Regions from separate parts of the Mus musculus genome. Here region 2 is linked to region 1. The links are chromatin contacts, called in public HiChIP or PLAC-seq maps. All regions are on one chromosome and are shown on one strand. Each heading gives the region's core, a stretch centred on a gene start, on an enhancer-like site or on the middle of the called end of the contact. The rest is flanking DNA. Distances are from core to core; before and after follow the strand shown. Region 1 has its middle 5.5 kb from the start of Gm39162. Region 2 holds the start of 1700015I17Rik (a long non-coding RNA gene).

Region 1 (4,856 bases), core at 1,119-3,618:
GTGGCCTCTGCACCAGCTCCTGCTTCCTGACCTGCCTATGTTCCAGTCCTGACTTCTTTCAGTGATGAACAGCAATGTGGAAGTGTAAACTGTATAAACCCTTTCCTCCCCAACTTGCTTCTTGGTCATGATGTTTGCGCAGGAATAGAAACCCTGACTAAGACAGCACTCATTTTAAATAGAAAAACAAAACCAATTACTAGATCTGTTCTTTCAAGAACATTCTGGCAAAAGTGGTCTCACATAAACTAATTATGTCCTGGGAGTGTAGCTTTGTATTGGTGTCAGTTTTGTAGCATGCACAAGACCTAAAGTTCAGCCCCTAGTACCTAAATGATGATGGTGATGGTTGATGTCAAAGACAAAATACTAATTGCTGGATTGTCGAGGAAAGTACTTTGGAAGGCAGTTTTGAGATCCTCAAAGTATTCTTTCCTTTTAGTTGGTGATTCTAAAAGTTCAGAAGTAGCTAATAATAAAGTCTTTAAGCCAAAGAAATAGCCCACAATGTATTTTAATAATAAAAGCTTAGAAGTGCCCCATAAGCCTTACAGTAAGATGTGCTTTAAAAATGATACACCTTGGGTCCAGAGAGATGGCTCAACAGGTTAAGTGCATAGTCCACTCTTGCAAAGAACCTGAGATCCATTGCCAGGATCCACATGGCATTTCACAACCAGCTGCAACTCCAGTTCCAGGGATTTACACATTCTTTTGACCTCTCCAGGCACCTAGCATGTATTCCACATACATACACACAGGCAAAGTATATATAATTTTTGTTATATATTAGATACAAACAGGTGAGTCTTTTAAAAATGATACAATCATCTAGTGGGCAATATTGTGGCTAGTAGAATGTTTACATTAGTAGTGGAAAATAATTATGAGCCCATGTTAAGTGGAGAAAAATAAAACCATGCAAGATTATACCAATCAATCTTTGATATAATTCCTGTAAATGTATATGAAAACTCTAGCAATGCTATAGTGGCCAGTCTTAGGTAAGAATATGAGAAGAATATAAGAAGAATATAATAGCTCTTCTCCTCTTCTCTATGTTTTTTACACTGTCCCAAACCATCTACAACAAATGTAAGAGAATACTTGTATAGATTGTCATGAAGAATTTGAAATAGAAAGTAAAAATGGGAAATAAAAAGAGCAGGAGAGTTATGGGATGGCCGATAAGAGTGCCTTGCATGCAATTGTAGGGTAACTGCTTATGAAACCATTTTAAATTATAATCTCATAAATCATGTAATTTCAGAATTACATAGAGGTGACTTGAATGAATATACCCATATGAATCTGAGCTGAACATTACCTGTGTAGAGAGTTCCCAAAGGACAAAGGTAGGCAATGACGAGGACACAATGGAGAAGCATTTGTTAAAATCAGACTCTCAGGGCCAGATGCCGTAAGCACACAGTTTTTAATTCCAGCATGTAGAAGGCAGAGGTACATGGATCTTTGTGAGTTTGAGGCCAGCCTGGTTTACATGAATGAATTAATGAATGAATGAACATTTCTTCTACCATCTTTTCTTCCCCACTCTGTTTATTCTCCTGTATTAAAAAACATCCTTAGCTTATTGGTTATCAAATATTTTTCCTGATCCTGTTCTCATAACTACTTGGAGATCATGTCAAATTCAATACCTGGACAATTGCGTTAGGTTCAGGACTGGTCTTGCCACCAGTCTTTTATCACTTGCCAAATTTTGTATCTGAGAGATGCATCTGATGAGATTCCTGCCCAGCGTTTACCTTGCACGTTTAGGTGCCAAGAACTATGCTCAGTAAAGGCGCATTAGTGGGCAAAGCAGACTGTGTTCCTGTACTCAGGGAACTTAAATTCTAATAGAAATAAATAATTCAGACCCACACTTGGAAGGCTTTTCTAAGTCCTGACCTTTCTGCCTTCTCCCATAATGCTTTTACACAACCCACTCACTAGGTCCCACCGTTTCCTTCCTCATGCTGTTTGCTCAAATACTGTGCAGCTTTTTGTGGTTGCCCTTGGGCACCACTTTCCCTCTGAAGACTTTTATGAACCTCACGCTGGACTTTGTGACTCTTAACATCCCTCCCATAGCATCCACTGTCTAACTTTTTCCTCGGAGTCTTCTTAACTCTGTTAAACAGAAATGTATGCGTCTCCTTCATGAGACTTCAAGTTCGCTGGAAATGGAGTCATTGTCTTAATGATTTATCTACTTTCAGTGCCCCATGAAATGAAGATAGGAAACAAAAGGGGAATTAATCTCGTAATCCTAGTTCCCTTTTTGTGATTAAGACAGTTGGCTGTGTGATATTGGGCTCATACATCAGGCTGACAAAGCAGGTGTCACGGGGAGGCTTCCTCGGATGGACTGTGACTAAGAAGACGATGAAAAGAAAAAGATCTTGGCCTGGAGAGATGGCCCAGTAGATATATGCTTGCCTTGAAGCATAAGGATTCAAGTTTAATGCCCACAAGCTTCATTAAGAAAAAATAGGCATTTGTAATCTCAGATGTGGGAAGTGAGAGACTGGGGCTAGCTGCCTAGCTGGTTTTAATATACATTCTATTAGTATATTATCATGCATGGGTTGTTTGAGCTCACTGAGAAGCTGACTACAGAGGCAGGGTATCCTAGCACCCCACACCATCATTTTTAGACCCAAGCATGTTTGTTTCAACGTGACTCGAAAGGCCCCTCCCTTATCTGGGGATGTAGCTGCTTGTACTACGATGTTAATTCTGTTCCCCCCAAAATTATGTCCCTCCCCCAAAAAAACTGCTTACAAGAGAGGGTCTCCATGGAGCTTCGGGGAACCTTCCCCCAGTTGGTTCTGATAGGTAAATAAAGATACCAGCAGCCAATAGCTGGAGAGGACATAGGCAGGGATTTCTTGGGCTTGAGACAGGGGGAGAGAAGAGATCAGCCATGCAGGGAGAGTGTGGAGGAGAGGAGAGATGCCATGCAGACAGAGGTGTGGCCACCATGTGAAGGAGCCGGGAGAGCAAGGCCCAGAAAATTGACCAATTGGATCTAGAGCAGGCAAGATAGAACATAGAATTTAGTAAGCAGTAACTCAGAATTCTGGGCAGGAAGAAGATTCTGGCAGCATGGAGGCTAGGTGGCTGCCCAGCTATTGTGCTGCCTAAGGCATACTAAAATATAAAGGCTGTGTGTGTCTTTCATTTGGGGGACATACAGGCAGTATGTGTGTCGTTCATTCGGGAACATAAACCATTGAGGCAGGTAGCTAACCCACGCTGAGATTTATTAATTAGTTAATAATTAATTCAACGGGAGATGGTCTGGTCCCACTCACTCTGTGACAGGGAGGAACTGGAACAGTTAAATGACTCAAGAATAAAAAATCATCATCTTTGAGAGCAGCGGGAGGACAATTTCCAACAGAAATTACGATTGCTTATTCCCTGTTATAAAGATGTCTGCAGTGGGAAAGAGAAAATGGAAGCCCAGGCATGAGAAGCTCTGTCATAGATAAAATGCTCAATAAGGAACTTCGGCTGACTGACTCAGCCTCCCAAGTCAGTTTCTGAAAGACGCCTCATTTGGTGAGGGCATCTCTGTTATCATTCTTTGACTTGGACACTCTGCTCTGTTTGTGGCTCTCGGAAAACCCCAGCTGATTGTTTTAAAAGGGCTTCCCCAGTCACTTTCTTCTCTGTTTCCAAGCTCCTGGTTTGGTGATGTTACTACCTTCATGCTGTTATTTGTTCTTTTACCCGAAAGCTTTACTCAAGGGGACACTCTGCTCTGTCTAGGACTCCATCAGGAACATCAACTGGCTTCTTTATAGGGGCTTCCTCAGCAGATTTCTGTGGGATATTTTGAGTGTCGAGCATAATAATGTGATAATCTACCCATCGATTCACCACTTATTATTTATTCTTCTCCTTTGGCTTACTCTATACTTGATAAACTCACTCATTGAAAGTGAAAAGTATGGCTGTCATAGATCATTCTCTATGCCATACAGAACACCAGATAACCAAATTGGTGAGTGAGATCTAGGCTACTGACAAATCATATCTTAAAAAAAACAAAAAAACAAAAAAACAAAAAACAAAACAAAAAACCCAAAAAAAACCAAACCACCCTCTATAAAGTAAACTGTGTCTAAGGTGAGGCTGTTCTCTAGTCTCTGCAAGCTGTAAATACATTTGCATCTACGTGCAACTACACACACATACACTCGTACACCCACAATATACTCTTAGACATATACTCACTCACGTGTGCACATACAGAAAGAGAGGAAGGGAGGAGGGAGGAGGGAGGAAGGAAAGCGCCTTAGTAGATAGAGCATGCGGTTGGCATGTGTAAGACCTGGAGCTTGTTCACGAAGACTTTTGACTCTTCCTCAGTATTAAGTTACTTGTGAATAAGATTATAGCAAGGGTGCGATCCTTATAAAGCAAGATAAGACTTGCTTTACACAGACACTGCTTTGCAGAAGTCAGATTTCTTTATTGTCTCCTTAACCTTTATCACGTAATTCCCAAGTTTCTAATTCCTGTTAAAGTTAAAGGAACAGGAGATACAAGTGCGAGTGCGCAGATCCGGAAATGTGACCCCTCCCCCAAACGAGGATGAGGCACTTCCGCCTGATTTACCCCTTTCCGTACCATATGATAGTACTTAACGTTAATTGGCTGCTAGAACTTTTATTAAGTAATCAGGAAGCATTAAGTTATTAGCTAGGATCAGAGTAGACACAAAGGCGATTATACTCAATCCTTAAATGGAGAGACATTTGCAGTAGAGAAACAATGTATTATTTCAGTGAATAAAGGGAATGGTTGTAAAAGCATCCAATCAGAATTGCCAGTTAAGC
Region 2 (4,423 bases), core at 622-3,121, 180 kb after region 1:
TATCAAACAGTGTCTTACATCGGTGGCCGTGTATTGGGAAGGTGAACATGATTGCTGTATTAGTCAGAGGTCTCCCGAGGAGTAGAACCAATGGAATATCTATTATTATAAGAAGGGCTTCATTATATGAGTATACAGATAAGAAGCTAGGTGGTTTCGCAATGACTGTCTGCAGGCTGCCGAGCTTAGGAAGATGGTAACTTCAAGAAGCTAGAAGCCTTAGAACAAGAACTGATGGTGTAGCCAGTTGGAGCCTAAGAGCCTTGTAGTTCTTCTGAAATCTACTGATGGGAGGCCACCCTCGACCGCCCAAGAATGGAGTCTGATGTCCAAGGGCAATAGCAGCCTCCAAAAGTGCACCTGCTTGAAAAAGCAGTGAACGTGGCTCTGCATGAGCTTCTTTTTCTTTTGTATGTGCCTCCAGCCTGCTCTGTGGGGCCACCCACATTCCAAGTGAGTCTTCCCCATGCAGTTCACGGACCCACATGTCAATCTCTGTAAACACCTTCCCACACAGCCTCAGAAACACACTTTGCTAATTTCCCAGGCATCTGTCAATCCAGTCAAGATTAATTATCACACTGGCCAATTAGTATTTATATTTTTAACTACTTAATTTAAGTCACGATCTATAACAAACTCATCGATAAAATGAATATATGACCGACCAACTGCTCGAGCTCTTGTTAGAATAAATTGCCAGCAGCCATTATTTATAACTGATGAAATTGAAAGTTTCATGTAGGAAGAGAGACAAATTTGTTTAGAAACAATCTCCAGAGACACAGTATTAAGCATGGATAATTGAGAGTATGCCAGCATGTATTCAGATGAGAGTTGGAAGTGGTGTGGATACTTGGGGCTCAGTAGCTCTTAAGCCCTTGGTCATGAGATCTGCTATGGACCTCTGTCTGTCTGGTCTCATTTCCTCTTCTCCTAAGAGAAGTAAACTGGAGTTCAGAGGGTCAAAACAAGTGGGCTGTGTTCCTTGCAATAGCATCTTATGTAGCCTTTGATCAACACAGACAAGAGAATCAACTTCTGGGGTAGGAAATTGTCTACAGCATTTTCCTATTTATGCCGGGCTTAGCTCTTTCTAGGTGCTTTGCATTTATTATCCAAATACCTATGACAAGAAGTCTATGGTGTAGATAGGGGCCCAGAGGAGTCAAGCAGATGACACTGCACAGAGCTTGAGTTTCAATGCTCTGTCCATGCTCAGAAAGTTCAAAGTCTTGGGTTTTAACTACACAGATACTTCTAGAATCAACAGTCACCTTATTGAGGTTGTATCTCTTCAGAATATAAGGATTTTTTAAAATATAAAATCCAGTCAATATTTGCTGTGTAAAAATGGGTTTAACGGAAGCCACGGATGATGTTTGGAAATAAGGAAGTGCCTTCATTGCTATCTTGGAAAACAAAGCAAAGATGATCTCCACCTGCCTGGAGCCATCACTAAACTGTTGACCAGGAACATCTTTAAGGAGATAAACATCTGACTTAGTCTTTCTTAATCATGTACCAAATGAGACAGAATTTGAATCAAATTGTGGGAACGGGGATCAAGAAGTATGGGGAAAGTGGAGATGGAGATGCCTGTGGTCCTGTGACTAGCATCAGAGTGCAGACCTAATTTTATTGTCCATTGTACAAGCTTATACATAGTCATTTAACCAACTAAGGCATGTTTATATATTCAAAGGCAAATCAGGGTGCAACCTGTGTTGTTTAACCAAATCTGACTCACCTGTCCATGATCCTGTAGTGGAGGGTCCAATCCCCTGTGGAGATTTCCATGAAGACAGAGCAGCCACCCCCTGGCTACCCATCCTTTGTGTTGTCTCCCCAGTATCCTGGGAGTTAAGTGTACTGGCTGGTTTTGTGTCAACTTGACACAAGCTGAAGTTATCATAGAGAAAGTAGCCTCCCTTGAGGAAAATGCCTCCATGAGATCCAGCTGTGGGGCATTTTCTCAATTAGTGATTAAGGATGGGAGGGCCCATTGTGGGTGATGCCATCCCTGGGCTGGTAGTCTTGGGTTCTATAAGAAAGCAAGCTGAGCAAGCCAGGGGAAGCAAGACAGTAAATAACATCCCTCCATGGCCTCTGCATCAGCTCCTGCTTCCTGACCTGCTTGAATTCCAGTCCTGACTTCCTTTGGTGATGAACAGCATGAGGAAGTGTAAGCTGAATAAACCCTTTCCTCCCCAACTTGTTTCTTGATCATGATGTTTGTGCAGGAATAAAAACCCCTGTCTTAGACAAATTGGTACCAGGAGTGGGGAATTCCTGTGACAACCTGACCATGTTTTGGGGAGGACTGTGGAAGGACTTTGGAACTCTGAGCTAGAAGAACCATTGTGATGTTAAGAGCTCTGTGGGATGTTCTGTAGGAGCTTGGAAGATAGTGTTGAGAACAGTCCAGAAGATGGAGACCTGGCTTGTAAAATTTCAGAGGGAAGATTGAAGACTCTTATCAGGGCTGTTGCTATTTTGATTGTGAAGATTCTGTGGTTTTGGTTAGCTGTGGCTGAAGAATCAGCTGTGATTAACAAGATACCAGAACTACCTTTGCACTACTAAGACTATTGTTTCTGGTTACCTGGAGCTAAAAAAAATTAGCGGTGATTAAATAGAGAGTCAGTTATCAGTGTCTTGTCATCCTGTGAAGGCTCTATGCCCCAGTGTAGGGGAATGCCAGGGCTAGGAAGCAGGAGTGGGTGGGTTGGTGAGCAAGGGGAGGGGGAAGGAGATAGGGGGTTTTCGGGGGGGGGGGCAGAAAAGGGGATAACATTTAAAATGTAAGTAAAGAAAACATCTAATTAAAAAAAGAGAGACCAGCATCATTGAGGTGGCATCTTCTGGGAAGTGTTTTCTGAGAGCACAGAGGCTGTGTTCCAGAGACAGCCAAGGTTGTACCTTGTGCTGCAGCTGAACTTGGTAATGTGTAAGAGTCATCAGGTGGTACCAGTTGTGAAGGCATGAAGGGGTCCTGAAGAGCAGCCGAGGCTCAGCACTCTGAGAGGCCATGGAAAGTCATTGGTGAGGGTGCAGCCACAGTTGCAATTGATAGCCCAGGACTGAAGAAGTCATGCAAAGGACTTGAAGCTTGGCACCATGAAGAGAGCCTATGAGAGGCTATTGGTGAATCCTAGTTGCAGAGGAAGACAGGAGTGTTTTGGAGATGCCAGTACAATGAGATGACCACCAAGAACAGCAGGAGCAGTGGAGTACAGGGAGCTGGATCCTAGAAGACAAGGTGTGTGCTACATAGGGCAGAATTGGAGAAGTGACCCAAACCCTTGCAGGAGCCCAGAAGATTGTGACTGGATCCTAGACATTGGAAGGTTAGTGTTTGATTTTTGTTTTTGATTGTGACTGTGCCCTGATATTTTTCCCTCCTGAAGGAAGAAAGTATTTTAGTGGAGCTACAGTTAAGGGACTTTGAATTGTAAAAAGACTATGAATTTTAAAGGGATTGAAATTTTAATATGTAAGAATTTGTAAAGACTGTGGGACTTTTAAAGTTATTGAGATCTTGGGGATGAATAAGAAAGTAAGGGCTCAGGCTTAATAGTGATGTGTTTTGCGTCAAGTTGACAAGGGGTCAATTGTACTGGCTGGTTTTGTGTGTCAACTTGACACAAGCTGGAGTTATCACAGAGAAAGGAGCCTCCCTTGAGGAAATGCCTCCATGAGATCCATCTGTAAGGCATTTTCTCAATTAGTGATCAGGGGGGGAGGGTCCATTGTGGGTGGTATCATCCCTGGGCTGGTAGTCTTAGGTTCTATAAGAAAGCAAGCTGAGCAAGCCAGGGGAAGCAAGACAGTAAGTAACATCCCTCCATGGCCTCTGCATCAGCTCCTGCTTCCTGACCTGCTTGAGTTCCAGTCCTGACTTCCTTTGGTGATGAACAGCAATGTGGAAGTGTAAGCTGAATAAACTCTTTCCTCCCCAACTTGCTTCCTGGTCATGATGTTTGTGCAGGAATAGAAACCCTGAGTCAGACATAGATAAATGCCTATTTATTTATTTCAGAAATATGTACATGTTCTGTGACAGTACATACCTGTGCATTGTAGTGGTATATACACACTGCACACTGTGGAGAGAGATAGAGAAATGATATCTATCATAGCAATTCAAGTTGGAAAAATCGAAATAGAGGTGGAGAGAGGACCTCCCAGCCTGAGAGCTTGTGAGGGAGGATCACACAGTCTGAGAGCCTGGAAGGGAGGACCTCCCAGTCCTGACTTCCTTTGGTGATGAACAGCAGTATGGAAGTGTAAGCTGAATAAACCCTTTCCTCCCCAACTTGCTTCTTGGTCATGACGTTTTGTGCAGGAATAGAAACCCTGACTAAGACACCAAGTCAGATCATACACTGTGTACAGTGGATCAGGACGCTTCAAGGAGTCC

What was found. HiChIP or PLAC-seq counts read pairs in DNA pulled down with a chosen protein or histone mark.
Region 2: a contact with region 1 is called in an H3K4me3 HiChIP or PLAC-seq map of bone marrow-derived macrophages, with 4 times the contacts expected there. The contact joins the promoter of 1700015I17Rik here to the enhancer-like site in region 1. A contact is called at or near these places in 1 of 484 Hi-C or Micro-C datasets (bone marrow-derived macrophages), 2 of 115 datasets of contacts at active chromatin or transcription factors (CD8 T cells and bone marrow-derived macrophages) and 2 of 9 other capture datasets (adipose tissue and bone marrow-derived macrophages).

What each region holds. Positions count from the first base shown.
Region 1 is chr8:35,538,388-35,543,243 of GRCm38.p6, forward strand. No RefSeq gene overlaps it. Among named protein-coding and RNA genes, the nearest start is that of Gm39162, 5.5 kb to the left of the region's middle. Within about 2 kb of position 2,369, at least 31 of the 459 cell types and tissues checked have an H3K27ac peak or open chromatin away from gene starts, as enhancers often do. A contact at or near this core is called in bone marrow-derived macrophages, where this site is marked.
Region 2 is chr8:35,717,633-35,722,055 of GRCm38.p6, forward strand. It overlaps 1700015I17Rik (a long non-coding RNA gene), which reads right to left and starts at 1,872. Exons shown (of 3, transcript XR_378890.3): 1 at 1,751-1,872.